2 separate regions of the Zea mays genome follow, and region 2 is linked to region 1. Evidence: chromatin contacts called from public Hi-C data. All regions are on one chromosome and are shown on one strand. Each heading gives the region's core, a stretch centred on a gene start, on an enhancer-like site or on the middle of the called end of the contact. The rest is flanking DNA. Distances are from core to core; before and after follow the strand shown. Region 1 overlaps LOC100193967. Region 2 holds the start of LOC100283948.

Evidence for each region. A called contact is a pair of places that touch in the nucleus more often than the background predicts.
Region 2: a Hi-C map of leaf shows a contact between it and region 1, with 4 times the contacts expected there. The contact joins the promoter of LOC100283948 here to the enhancer-like site in region 1. A contact is called at or near these places in 4 of 25 Hi-C or Micro-C datasets (ear and leaf).

The regions. Positions count from the first base shown.
Region 1 is chr7:131,090,975-131,098,138 of Zm-B73-REFERENCE-NAM-5.0, forward strand. It overlaps LOC100193967, which reads left to right. Exons shown (of 4, transcript NM_001139035.2): 3 at 1,700-1,729; 4 at 2,561-3,157. The coding sequence ends at 2,638. Among protein-coding and RNA genes, the nearest start is that of LOC100193967, 16 kb to the left of the region's middle. Within about 2 kb of position 3,502, at least 18 of the 20 cell types and tissues checked have an H3K27ac peak or open chromatin away from gene starts, as enhancers often do. A contact at or near this core is called in ear and leaf, where this site is marked.
Region 2 is chr7:131,175,331-131,182,494 of Zm-B73-REFERENCE-NAM-5.0, forward strand. It overlaps LOC100283948, which reads left to right and starts at 3,867. Exons shown (of 2, transcript NM_001371965.1): 1 at 3,867-4,535; 2 at 6,567-7,164. The coding sequence starts at 4,302.

The sequences.
Region 1 (7,164 bases), core at 2,252-4,751:
GCCTTCGCGCGTGTCTTCGAGTTGTGCGCGCTGCTGGAGGGGTGGCTCGTGCTGCAGACCGAGGTGGCCTTCGCGCTGCATCAGCGCAATCTCCCGCTCGAGTTCCTAGGCCTTCTGCTCTTCGTCGCGTATCATTTGCCGCACTTTGGCTAGTGCGGACACGCGCTGGCGCTTGGCCTCCAGTATCTCCTTCTGCCTCTGGAGATTGCGGTTCTTGAGGCGCAGGGCGCGCAGCTGTAGCTGTTCTTCTGCTGAGACGCCGAGGACTTCACCGTCCTCGGTGAGGTCCGCGCCCTCCAGAGGTGCGAAGCCTGAGGGTGGCTGCGGTTGTCCCTCAGGGCCGCAGGTGCGGAGAGTGTCGTCTTCGCAGGTGCGGGGAACCTCGTCTTCGGTGGCCTCTTGGTGGGTGGATTGGGTGAGGGCGAGGGCCTTGCCCTTTCTTGCGGCGAGCAGCGCTGCCTTCGCAGCCTCGTCAGCCTTCGGGTTAGCTCTTTTGGGTGCCATCGCGGGTGGTTTTCTCGTAGCACGAACGGTGGGCGCCAAATGTTGGAACTTGCTCTCAGTTGCAAGGGGATGCAACAAGGGTGAACAGTGACGTCAACAGGGTTCTCGCGCTAGACGGCAATAGCTCTGTTAATCTGGCCTCTCACGGGCACTGTGCGGGGGTATTTATAGGTACCTGAGCGCCCAGCGCCTTGTGTTAAGGACGCATGTGCCCTCAGCTACCTAGGTTATCCCCAGAATATTCCCATAAAGCAGGGTTACAGACTGTAATTACAGGAACGCCTTTACAAATTAGGCCCGTAACGCACAGCGGCCACGCAGGGCCCGTTGCGATGGGCCGGAGCATACGTGGGCCTCCGAGCTGGATGAGGCCGCTCGGTGGGAAGACCTCGTAGCGGGCCTTCGTCTGATGCCGTATCAAGCGAAGGGTGTCCCTGACCGTTTTGTCTCCGTCGGACCGGCGACTACAGCGAAGGCCTCGAGCGAAGGGTGGCGTCTTTGCCTTCGCTCCAACACAGTGTCAATGTGTTGTGGTGCACCTAGTGGTGGTGATGGCTCTAGATTTTACACTATAAAATTTAAGAATCAAATCGAATTAGGATCTGGCTCTATTACTATTCATTTTGAACTAAAGTTTTTAAAAGCCCTAAATTAGGGCGTGTTTAGTTTTTAGGGACTAATTTTTAGTCATTTCAATTTATTTCATTTTAGTCCCTAAATTGTCAAATATAGAAACTAAAACTCTATTTTAGTTTCCATATTTGTCAATTTAGGAACTAAAATGAAATAAAATGGAGGAACTAAAAATTAGTCTCTAGAAACAAAGCACCTATTTATTGTGAAGAAACGTTTGGATCGTGATCCATTACCACACCTAGCTGCACCGAAACTGTGCATTTCCAAAAACAAATAAGATGCACCCTGTATATTTCTGGTTATCGATTATATACGCATCTTTCGGTACATCATGGATCATGCTTTGAAGTGAACATTACCAAAGATGGAGCACTGGAACAGTTTTTCGGCATATAGATAGGCTTGACATCCGGACCATATTTCGTGTAAGTGTAATGACACTGCCTTCATATGTCATGCTGAACACTTTCAGGAATAGGCACACAGTACATTCTCGTATCGCAGGCTCTGTTCTTTAGATGTGCTCATAACACTGATCATTCATTTCTTTATAATGCAGGCAGAGATTATGGAAATGCAGAAGAACGAGGTAACTGTTAATTCTAAACTTCGTGTGTTTGACCCCTGTATATTATCTTGATGCCCTTTCTGGTTTGCTAAAAACTATGGCAGAGATAGATAGAGAATTAGAGAATAGAGATTCAGGCTGTAAGCATACCATTCCTTCTATTACTTTGCCAATAACCAAAGACGAAAGAAGAAAATTCCATATTATTCAAATATAAGCCATTAAATCTGTGAACCGCTAGCTGAGCAACCGGTCACTAAATTGGTTCTAGGATTCAGTTAGGGGATCACACGTTCACACTTCGGGCTTATTCGTTTCACCGTTAATCCATGTGGATTGGGTGGTATTGAGGTGGTATTGAGTCGGTTTAAATCCATAGCAAGCTAAAATTCATCCCAATTTATTCCAATACACTCCAATCCACATGTAATTAGAATAACTGAACAAGGTCTTCAGTGTTTCATTCTATTCCACACACTTAGTTCAACTTTGTTTAAGGTATACTACATTATCCTTGTACACTACTCAGCCTGTGAGTTCATATCGGTTATGATGATTGCCTGTCACTCATCAAATCATACTTTTCATTATCCATAGAAAAAAAAACCGAATTAGGTTTTTAAGACAGCTAGCTTTTGATACATGTGTGTGTTATCTCAATATTATGAGGGCTCCAAAAGAGTATGATGGGTAGCTCGAGTAAATCGAATTAAACTATTTTTTACTGGCAGATATCTGGAACAGTTTACAAATATATGAAACATTGTCGCCAGCACGTATAAATCTAATTATTTTGATAATCACCACGTGTTTCTGCATTTGGCAATGACGACTGCAAATTTTGCCCGGCAGCTACCAGAAATGTTGAAGGATCCATTCGGACGGAAGAAGCGTCTGTGCTTGCGAAGAACATTGACTGGGCCTTGGTGATGACTATCTGAAACAGCAGACGAGTCGCTGCATACCTGCAGTGGTGCCTGGGATCTGTACACAATTTGTCTCCTATAGACTAGCGATGGACGTAACGTAGTGGGGATGATTGTACTGTTACCGCTTATAGTGGAGTCGGGAAACTGACACATGTAGATTATGTTAGTAGAGAACCAAATGGAGTGAAGCCGGCCGCGCAAGACTCGCCGGCTTCGGCCATCCTCCAGAGCTTGTGTAGAGTTGCCTAGCTTTGCATCTTGCCGGAAGCAGCACATCGTGTAGAGATTGGACGGTTTTAAAGGATCGGTGGCTGGGTGTAAGTAGGTTGGTGGGATTACAAGCATGGGCATGGCGACGTTCAGGATGCAACCGGCTTGACGACTGTACATCTGATGGCTGTAGAGCTGTTGTAGTATGCAAACTGTCCCGCTGCTGCTGCTTGTGTGTAATGGTGAAACCAGATGAATCGGTTATTTGTGTATTACTACTTAGCAAATATGCTCACGAGGATTTCTAAATACCAGCATTTGAAGTGTTGGATGGTTTTAGTAACCTACAGACTGAGAGCCAAAAAAAAAAAGTCCATTAGCTGTGGTGCAAGTCTTAAGTAGACATATTTCAGAGCATAATTCTAAATTTCGGAACTTCGGCTTGCCGTGGCAACCAATAGTTGTTTGCATTTGAATTATGTTGGTTAGCATGGGAGGGATTCTATAAAAAAAAGTTCTCAAGTTCTGATGGCAATGAAACTACGGACGAGAAAGCCAGCATCAGCAAATTAAGCTGCCTCGCACCGAAGCCCCCAAGAAAGAACCCAGATCGAGCGGCACCCAAAAGCTGGGACAGAGCCACGCTGTGACCGAATAACATCGCACCTGACGACAGTCGTCATGCGTCCTTGACTACTCGTTGGTAGGCATGAGGCCCGCAGCCACGAAGCAGCCGTTTAACTAATATTGGCCACTAGCCCGGCCGGGATGGCTGCCATGTCCTCCAGCACGTGCACAGACAAGCAATGAAACTGTGAAAGCACCACCGCGGCCGAGTAGAGGAGGAAACGGTCCCAATATATCCCGTTCCGTTCCATCCGGATTTCTACACTGATTTGTTTCTTATGGATATCTCGGTCTTTTTCATTTTTTTTGACAAATTTGAAAATGGGACGGAAATGTCATAAACATTTTTTCCAACCATTTTTCAATTTTCCAGATTTTAGTCAGGATGTCCTATTTTTCTCCGTTTATAATATCACGTTTTAGATTATACAAAGAACATATCATAGACAATTATGTCGCACCCGTAATTGATCCTTTTCTTGGTTAGCCATATGACGATGTTTTCGTTTTTTGCGTTTGATTCCGATTTGTTATCATTTTTCCCATTCGTTTTGGTTTGTTTTCGCCACCCCGCTAGTCCTGTTCTCGATCTTGTTTCTGATGGTTCCGTGAAATAAAATGTGAAAATAAAAACATCAGAGGGGTTATTCTGACGGATCCCATCCATTTTCATCCCTATGGTCGAGCGTGTAACCACGCTGTTGATTATATGGCTAAGTGTAAAAAATCCAATTATATATGAGAACGTTAATAAATTTTCAGGATAACAACCCTAATCCCTTAAACACTAAATATGTGTTAAAAGAAATAGACTTATCTTTGCCATCACCTCCTCTTATACTAGGACTACGGGCGTCTAAACCGTCGGCTCTCTTTCTCTCGTTGCACACCGTCGAGGGGGGGGGGGGGGCTAAAAACTCTGGAAGACTAAGGGCCCATAGGCCAAGAAGGGTCGTGATCAAGTCAACCCTGGTAAGACCTGGCCTGCTCTGGCGAATGGAAGTAAGCCCCAACCTCCTGCATCACACTACAACATGAAGCGGGAACACCTAGGGGTCGGACGGAATTGAGGTCGGTTCCTCCCACCCGACGAACGCACGCACCCGGATCAAAGGATCGGGCGAACCGCACCTATGTCACGACAAACCGGCCTGCAACTAGGCTAGCCCCTCACATTGACCTAGCTTGTAAGAAGCCCATCGCAAGAGAAACGAGAACAAAACTACACATCATCGATCATCAACGGGGCCTAGAGGCTAGGGAAACTAGCCTAACCCTGATAAATGATTACTGCACGGGGTAGCCCTGCAACGCCAGTCCTGCCTTACATCTCTAGTTGGGGTCTGAGGTACTCCAACCTCCATGCCAAGGTCCGAGATACGCTCTACAATCCACATGTTTCACACAACCTCACCAACAAGTCAATAAAGCTGCAAACACCGGCAATATGCAATAGGACCAGACTGACAAACAGGCATGTCGTCTCCTTCTTCGCCAAGATAGCAACTACACGACAAAATTGTAATCCTCCTCCTTCCTCTTGATCTATAAAAGGGGGAGGAGGCCCCCTTTGGGGGCAGGGGCACGCATGTTAGGGAACACACAAGTTAGAGAAGAGACGTATAGAACAATAGCGACACTCACTCAGAGACTTGGGACACTACAACAAATGCGACCTTCTATAACATTCTTATTATGTCATAAAAAGGTGTTTTTGGTCATATTCTTTGTTGTTGTGACGACTCCATGACAAAAAGACCATCGTCACAGAAGGTGCGTGTTAAAGGGAGTTTTATGACAAAAGGCAAAAAACGTCATAAATATAGTGACAAAAAATGTATTCATCATAAAATCTATGACACTCTAAATCATCATAAACGAGACTCAAAAACGTCATAAGATATAGCGTCGAACCATTGCCACGTGGCAGTTTTGTGACGAATATGTTCGTCATAAATACGCTAGCATGACAGCTGACGTGGCAAAAAACCATGATGATTAATTTCGTCATAAAGCATGATGACATAGCGATTAACATCATGCGTAGCATGACAAATTGTTCGTAACGTATATATGTCATTGAATTAGACGACGTGGCAACTATTATGATGTTTTTAGTTTCTCGTCAATTAATAAAATCAGCATACAACTGCACTCAATCCAAATCGTGCATACAATTTCATCAAAGAACATGAGTGTGTGAGAGCACCTAGAGGGGGGGGGGTGAATAGGTGATCCTGTAAAACTTCAAAACTTAAGCCACAAAACTTGTTAAGTGTTAGCACAATTATGGCCAAGTGGCTAGAGAGGAGTCAAAACACAATAACCACAAGAAATCAATCACAGAGATGACACGGTGGTTATCCCGTGGTTCGGCCAAGTACAAAACTTGCCTACTCCACGTTGTGGCGTCCCAACGGACGAGAGTTGCACTCAACTCCTCTCAAGTGATCCAACGATCAACTTGAATACCACGGTGTTCTTGCTTTTCTTTTCTCAATCCCGTTTGCGAGGAATCTCCACAACTTGGAGCCTCTCGCCCTTACAAAAGATGTTCACAGAGAATCACGGAGCAAGGGAGGGAATGAGCAACGCACACAAGACTTCAAAAGATCAGAGCAACACGCACACAAGCAGCAATAAGAGCTCGCAACACAACTCAATGAGTACACAACTCCACAAGAGCTCTATATGCTATCACAATGAATCGAATGCGCTAGATCAATGTCTTGGTGCTTAGAAAGGTTGTAGGAATGCTTGGTATACTCCTCCATGCGCCTAGGGGCCCCTTTTATATCCCCAAGGCAGCTAGGAGCCGTTGAGAACAAATCCAGAAGGCTATCCTTGCCTTCTGTCGTCGGGCGCACCGGATAGTCCGGTGCACACCGGACACTGTCCGGTGCCCGATTTCTTTCCTTAACAGGCGCAGCCGACCGTTGTCGACCGTTGCAGATCTGGCGCACCGGACAGTCCGGTGCACACCGGACAGTCCGGTGCTTCCTTCCGACCGTTGGCTCGGCCACGTGTCGCGCGCCGATCGCGCGGCCGACCGTTGGCCCGGCCGACCGTTGGCTCACCGGACAGTCCGGTGCACACCGGACAGTCCGGTGAATTTTAGCCGAATTCGCTGGAGAAAAACCCGAGAGCAGCCTCTTCGGCCGAGGCAGCCTGCACCACCGGACACTGTCTGGTGCACCACCGGACAGTCCGGTGCCCCAGACCGAAACAGCCCCTTGGCTGTACACAGCCAAGTCTTCTCTTCTCTTCTTCTTTCTGTTTCTAACACTTAGACAAGATATTAGTACACAAAAACAATGTACTAAGGCTTAGAAACATACCTTAACTTGTGATTTGCACTTTGTTCATCCATGGGCATATTTTCACATTTAAGCACTTGTGTTTGCACTCAATCACCAAAATACTTAGAAATGGCCCAAAGGCACATTTCCCTTTCAATCTCCCCCTTTTTGGTGATTTATGCCAACACAACATAAAGCAAGTGGAACAAGTGCAAAACTACTTTAAATAAAAACTAACTTTGAGTTTTATTCAATTTTGGCATATATGGATCATCCTTTGCCACCACTTGGTTTGTTTTTGCAAATCAAACTCAAATCTCTATCTCTAAGTCAAACACACATGTTGAAGTATAAAGAGATTGATCAAAGATTTCAAAAACTCCCCCTATTT
Region 2 (7,164 bases), core at 2,617-5,116, 85 kb after region 1:
CCCCCTTAATCTAACTTAAACTATCTTCTCGCGAAAAAAAGGAAGTACAAAACCTAACTTGGTGACGGAATTGTAGTTAATGTTACTACGGATTGATAGATATGCTCCTTTCACTCTCGTCAGCAGATTAGGCGTGAGGAATCGTAAAAGCCCGTTCCCTTCCTTACCAACTAGGGGGGCTGGATATCGAGCCAACTCGGCTCGCCTCGTTCTTGTTAGAGGGTGTATATGTTCTTTATATAGAGAAGGAAGACCACTCAGAGGTAAATCTCATATTTGTCTATATAACTCTAATAAGGGTTTCTTAACATGAACTTCCCCTAAAAAAACCCCGGAAGCAATCTGGCCTGGTGTTAAAAACATGTAGCTGGGCCTACCTTTTAGCGACCACTACGGCTCCAGAAGCCTTGTTCTATGCGCATACGCAATGGGCTACAGACGAAACACATCAACTTCATCCAAGTTTCTTCCTGGGCCGGATGACCTCGTCCGGAAGCAAGAGGAACTTTCTTGGGCCTTTCTACTTCATTACGGTTTCGGCCTTGAGTAGGTTAGTAGTACTCGGCCCTTAAGGTCAATACTTTGGGTCTAGCCTGTTATACAAGGCAGCGGCCGTTGCCTGATATATACTGGTATACAGCTGTAGCACACGATAATACAGTAGTGGTAGTACTGAACAATGGAGTTTTATTCAACAATTTCCTCATGTGATTCTTTTTGTTGACTATATGTCTGTTTTGTTTTGGAAGCCGTAACAAGGGACCGCACAGAACGATACGACTAGTAGGAACTAGGAAGAGAACAGGGAAGGGGGTGGGAAAGTGATGACAAGTTCGGAATTCCTGCAGCCAAATTCCGGTCCTAGGCCTCACTAATTTGGACCGAGAGAAAAAGCAGACACATATCTCTTCCGTCTTAGCAGTCAAACGAAACACCTAGCAGAACCTTCTCTGTGCGCCGTTATCCGTATCCAGTTCGCTTCCGTTCTCGCGTGAGATCAGCAAAAGAAGCTAGCCTTGGGTTTGGACTGACCAGCTGGCCTGCAACCGAGCGGATGGATGCGCGCCGGGGGTGGCTCCAAAAGTCAGCATCTTGTCGCGTGGCAACGGTCAGCGCTGGCCTCAATTTTCTCCGCCCCGCTTCTGTTTCAGTTGGTGTGAGGCGTTTACATGGGCGATCAGATCACCGAGTTGGACAAGCAATTCCCCAACCAACAACCCCTTCGCTTGCACGCCAGCATGGTGGAGCTATGCTTACAGAATCTCCGGTTCCTGCACTGGCAGAACTTTTTTTTTTTGGGTTCTTAAGATTATTTTTAAAAACTCTACCATTTTTTCCCTTCAAAATTAACTTGGATCACGCTCATTTCTCTAGCCACGGTCAAATCACATTGCCTCGCAATTCAGTCTAACGCGGTTAGTCGATTGCTATGATTAAAAAAATATATATTTGGGTAGAGATGTAAAGAATTTTAGTCAGATCAAATACGTTACGAAACTTGGTTGAATATAGTATAGTAGTTATATGTTCTCTATGCTTCGGTTAGTTATTTAGTTAGAAATCTCCTGATATATACTCCCTCCGTTTCTTTTTATTTGTCGCTGGATAGTGTAATTTTACACTATCCAGCGACAAATAAAAAGAAACGGAGGGAGTACTTAGTATATAGTCTAAAGATGGATAGTTGGAACTGTCATCTGTGTTTGTGGCGGTTGGTGTACTGAACTGAGGATTTGCTCTAGAGTGGGCATCCGGTAAAGCACTAGTACTTTATAGGTGCTCTCTTTTGTTTCGTGCACGTGTTCTCCGTACACACACAGAGAGAGACGATCGAGATAGACCATGATCCAAGCATTCCATCGGAAAACTTTTAAGCATACATCCAACATTCTAGGATTACCAGCCACCATCAGTACCGTGCAGCCTGCACTTAATTCAAGGTTGTTATGAATGGCTGATTTTTTATTTCCATTTATTCGCTTATATTTATGAAAATTGGAACTGCTAACTGGAGGAATGAATGCTATCAAGACACGCTAGAAAGAATATAGATATTAGAGAATCCTGAAAAAAAAAAGATAAACACATCCAGTCATCTACTTGGCATAATATAATCATTGTTATTAGTAACGGTCATCCGATCTGATTTATAATGTAATGACTCGTTCCATTATGTGTTATTAAAGACCACCTAAAGTAAACTGCTCCCTCCGTTCCCAAAATAAAACATGTTTTACCTTTTTAGTTGATTTCATACAATAGTTAATACGTTTGTTTTATATATATGTTTTTAGATTCATCATCGCCATCCATTTAAACATTGACATAAAAAATGAAGAGCTAAAATTAAACGACTTAATGTTTTAGGATGGAGGGAGTATATGTCGTTGGAGAGTTCTAGAAACGCCATTCTAGACCTCTTTGTACTACAGTTATGTAAAACCATAACATTCAAACAGAGTCTGAGCTATTTTTGACTGATGACGAGCCCTAAGTCTATACATAAACCTCCAATATATATAGACGGGTTGAGGGTTCAAAGACCATTACTACTAAGTAATTTGAGTTAAGAGAAAGTTAATTGCGCACTAGTAGTTAAAGACAGCTAGATGAAATTAGACATCAAGTCCGCCTAGTATAAATACAGTAGTACAATCCGCGTCGTCAGTGTGACGGCATGGTCGACGCGCCGGCCGGGGCTGCGTGTGCGTGTCAAGCTCGGCCCGGCCGATGATTTCACTTTCCCGGCGCCGTTTCGTGTGCCGATCGACGAAAAAGTCCAAGCTTTAATGATCGTGGTAGCCAGCCATCTTGTTCGCACCTACCTCGAATCTGTTTTTGTTTTGGCACGGAGAAGAAATGAAATCAACGGCTGATGAAAGTAACTACTAGAAGTTAGTGATAAGTTACGATAATTCAAAGTAGCTAGTACGTCAGCTTATTATTCGATCTGACTGCAAGCATCATCGATATCGACGGCTTGCACACACGGTAGCTAGTTTCCTTTTTTTTTTCACTTTTCGTTTTCAAAGTCCAAGAGTTTTAAATTTGCCGCAGCGAAGTTTGGCTGGCGCGGCTGTTGCGCGTACGTGTAGGGAAAGGGAAGGGATCAGTCATCAGTGAGAGCACTCACGCGCAGGCGGGCGCGGCTTCTTCGGGGTCCGCGGAAGCGAGATGTGGACAAATCGGGGGTGTGCCGCACCGCAGTGGAGTGCGACGAGCGCTCCGAGCACAAGTCCGCGCTCGCGCGCGCATTTTCCACGCGCCTTTGGGTGGTTTACTTTCTCTCCCGGCGACGGCGAGGCAGGCGCCCGCCAGCGTCACAGGTGGTGACGAGGCATTCCGGTGCCGAGGAGGATCCAAAGGACAGTCGGTTCGTCCTGGCGCGGTCGAGACGGGCCGGGCCCTCCTCCCTCCTGTGCGTGGGAGCCAGCCAGCCAGCCAGGAGCGGCGGGCCCCGCTTGGGCGAGCGACGAATTTTCGGGCGCTTTGACTCGGCTCGGCTCACGGCTCCTGGATATTGGACGACAAAGCGGTGGAAGCTTCTTATTTGGACCGGCCGCGGGCCGGCTGCAAGGAAGAGCGGCTGAAAGGGGTGGGCGAGCTGACTGCTGAGCATACGTACCCGCGCGAAGAAGCAGACGGAGGTCATCACGCTACCCGCGCGTGGCCAGTACCAGACAGACTCCTACCTACACTCAGAAAGCAAGAAGCCCAACGCCGAAAGCAACCACCGCGCTGGTCTCTCGCCTGTGCCGCCCTCGATCGCGCGTGAAGAGAAGCCCCTCACTTCCGTCCTCCTCCTGTCCTGTCCAGCTACCCCGGCCCCGACCCCGATAAAGCCCGCCCTTTAAATCGGCGGATCGAGGCGATGAGCGCCTCTCGCGACGCCAGGGCGGAGAGCTAGCCGGCCGGGAGCCCACACGCAGCTGGAAGCACCAGACCGATCGTGCCGGCCGAGCGGCGGCGCAGGCGCAGGCGCTTACATGGGAGTAGAGGCGGGCGGGTGCGGGCGGAGGGCGGTCGTCACCGGGTTCTACGTCTGGGGCTGGGAGTTCCTCACCGCCCTCCTTCTCTTCTCGGCCGCCGTCGCCGCCGCAGACTCCTACTAGCAAGCTACCAACCTTCTTTCTTTCATTCCCTTAGGTAGCTCAGCCGTACACACAACAACACACAAGTCATCAGTTACTAGCTAGTTAGTAGCCTATACAACACATACATACATACAAAGGTGAGTGAGGTTCGCGTGCAAGCAGAGCCAATCGTGCCGATCGAGCTATATACATAGCCGGCGGCGAGGGATGGGAGAAGCGGCCGCGGCCGTGGCGGCGTCGAAGAGGGGCGGCGGGCCGGCGCCGTTCCTGACCAAGACGCACCAGATGGTGGAGGAGCGGGGCACGGACGAGGTGATCTCGTGGGCGGAGCAGGGCCGCTCCTTCGTGGTGTGGAAGCCCGTGGAGCTGGCGCGCGACCTCCTCCCGCTCCACTTCAAGCACTGCAACTTCTCCTCCTTCGTCCGCCAGCTCAACACCTACGTGAGTACACTACGCCGCCGCTCCGGCCATCATCTCTTCTACTACGATCGATGCAATATATCACCTGTCGTCGTCGTTTAGTGATTGCAAAACACATACACTTGGTTTCCGTATTAAATTAATCAGCTAGCTAGCTAGATGATCGTTCTCTGCTCTATGATCTGTTAGTTCTGAAGCATGTTGTTGTTTTCGTCTGTGCTCGATAAATTAAGCTATGTTATGTGGTCGACGAGCGAGCCTTCCAGGCAGCTACCGTACCGTCTTCCAAGGAGTATATGCGTGTGAGCGTGTCACGGTTCGTAGGAAGGAGTGCGTCAGTCATGACACATCTCTACCACCCTTTAATTCCTTTCCCACGCAAAGCATGCTTGTCGTTTCAGAGCTAGCTGAAGAGGAATGACCTGCGATAACACTTGAAGATTAGGGTGCCGGTGCGGGTCTGAAATTACACCTGTGGGTACGATCGTGATTTAGATAGACGACTTCACGGATGTGATTACAGGAGTTTTTTTTTTTCTCTACCTGATCTAAGGCCCTGTTTGGGAACACAGTTTTTTCAAACTGCAGTTTTTCAAATACTAAAGTATACTTTAGTCATGACATTACTACAGTTTACAATGCTTCAGTTTTCGAATACAACAGTATTCAATACATCAAGGTGTTTGGGAAAAACTTTGGTTGAGACCAATCAGCCAGAGCGGGACCAAGCTGGCACTCTCTTTACAGAGAAAAACTTTGGCTGAGACCAAAGTTTCCAAAACTGCAAAACAAGTGCAGTATTTGCAATACTACAGTTTAGTATACAGAGATTTCAGATGAGTTTCCAAACACCTCAAAGTATATAATACCACAGTATTGCTCAATACTACAGTATTGCTTCAATACTGCAGAAAAACTTTGTTCCCAAACACCCCCTAAACTGCCATCTCTAACTACTATATATGTATAGAGCAAGGTGCACGGGGAAATTGAATAAGCAAAGCAAATCAGGTCGGTTGACACGCCACGGTATTGTAGTGGCGACAGAAGCATGGTATTCTATGGAACAGTTAAGGCCCTGTTTGGGAACAAAGTTTTTGAAAACCACAGTTTTTGAAATACTATACTATACTTTAGTTATGACAATACCGTAGTTTATAATACCGCAGTTTTGAAAACTGAGGTCCAGAGCTAAGTTTAGAATGCCTTAAAACAACTATAGTATTTGCAATACTTCAGTTTTGAAAACAGAGATTTTACCTAGCTTGCCAAACACCATTATGTATATAATACTGCAGTATTTGAGAATACTGCAGTATTCTTCCAAAACTGCAGAAAAACTTTGTTCCCAAACACCCCCTAAGAAGCTTCGGATGGACGAGCTTTTCAGGGCTAGCTCTTCTGCGTGGCCTACAAGAAGGTTAATTTAGCTAGGAATTGGATGCTATTAGCTGAGCAAGCAATATAATCATCCAAGGCATCCAGCAAGTATACTAATCTTTTGTTGCCTCTTCCATCTATTAGCTGGGATACGAAATCGCTCAAGAAATTGACTTGGAAGTTAGGATGATGATTTAGGCCCTGTTTGTAGTTTCTCCAACAGCTAGCTTCATAATTTGTTTTTGTTTTTTGGCTGGATAGTATTTTCCAAAATAGCTTCATGGTATTTGGTAAAGCTTCTTCTTTTTTTCTCTCTCTCAAGCCAAAGGAAAGTGATGCAGGGATACGAATAGCTGAAACACGAGTAGCTTATTCTAGCGCAGTCAAAGATTCACACTGACTTGGGTTCGTTCTCACTGAACCTTAATCTATTAATCAGAGGGAGAGAGAGCTAGCTTCTCTAAATCAATGTGTGAACAGCTATAAGGCGTTATCTGACCATGTGAGCGACGTATGGTGGTCAAAGTAGACAGGCCTGACGTGTTCATTTCGGCGTTTGTTTAGGGACTGGCTGAATAGGACACTGTGTCGAATGCAGCTCTTGTTCTTTTTGCCGCATTGGATACTTACGTCGACGGCGACCATGGCGCATGCGCATCCATATCCATGCAGGGTTTCCGAAAGGTGGTGCCGGACCGGTGGGAGTTCGCGAACGACAACTTCCGTCGAGGCGAGCAGGGTCTCCTGTCCGGCATCCGCCGCCGCAAGTCAACGGCGCTGCAGATGTCCAAGTCCGGATCCGGCGGCAGCGGCGGCGTGAACGCCACGTTCCCCCCGCCTCTGCCCCCTCCGCCTCCCGCGTCGGCCACCACGTCCGGCGTCCACGAGCGCAGCTCGTCGTCGGCGTCGTCGCCACCGCGGGCGCCCGACCTGGCCAGCGAGAACGAGCAGCTCAAGAAGGACAACCACACGCTGTCCGCCGAGCTGGCGCAGGCGCGCCGGCACTGCGAGGAGCTCCTGGGCTTCCTCTCGCGCTTCCTCGACGTCCGGCAGCTCGACCTCCGGCTGCTCATGCAGGAGGACGTGCGAGCGGGGGCAAGCGACGACGGCGCACAGCGCCGCGCGCACGCAGTGGCCAGCCAGCTGGAGCGCGGCGGCGGCGAGGAGGGGAAGAGCGTGAAGCTGTTCGGCGTACTCTTAAAGGACGCCGCGAGGAAGAGGGGCCGGTGCGAGGAAGCGGCGGCCAGCGAGCGGCCCATCAAGATGATCA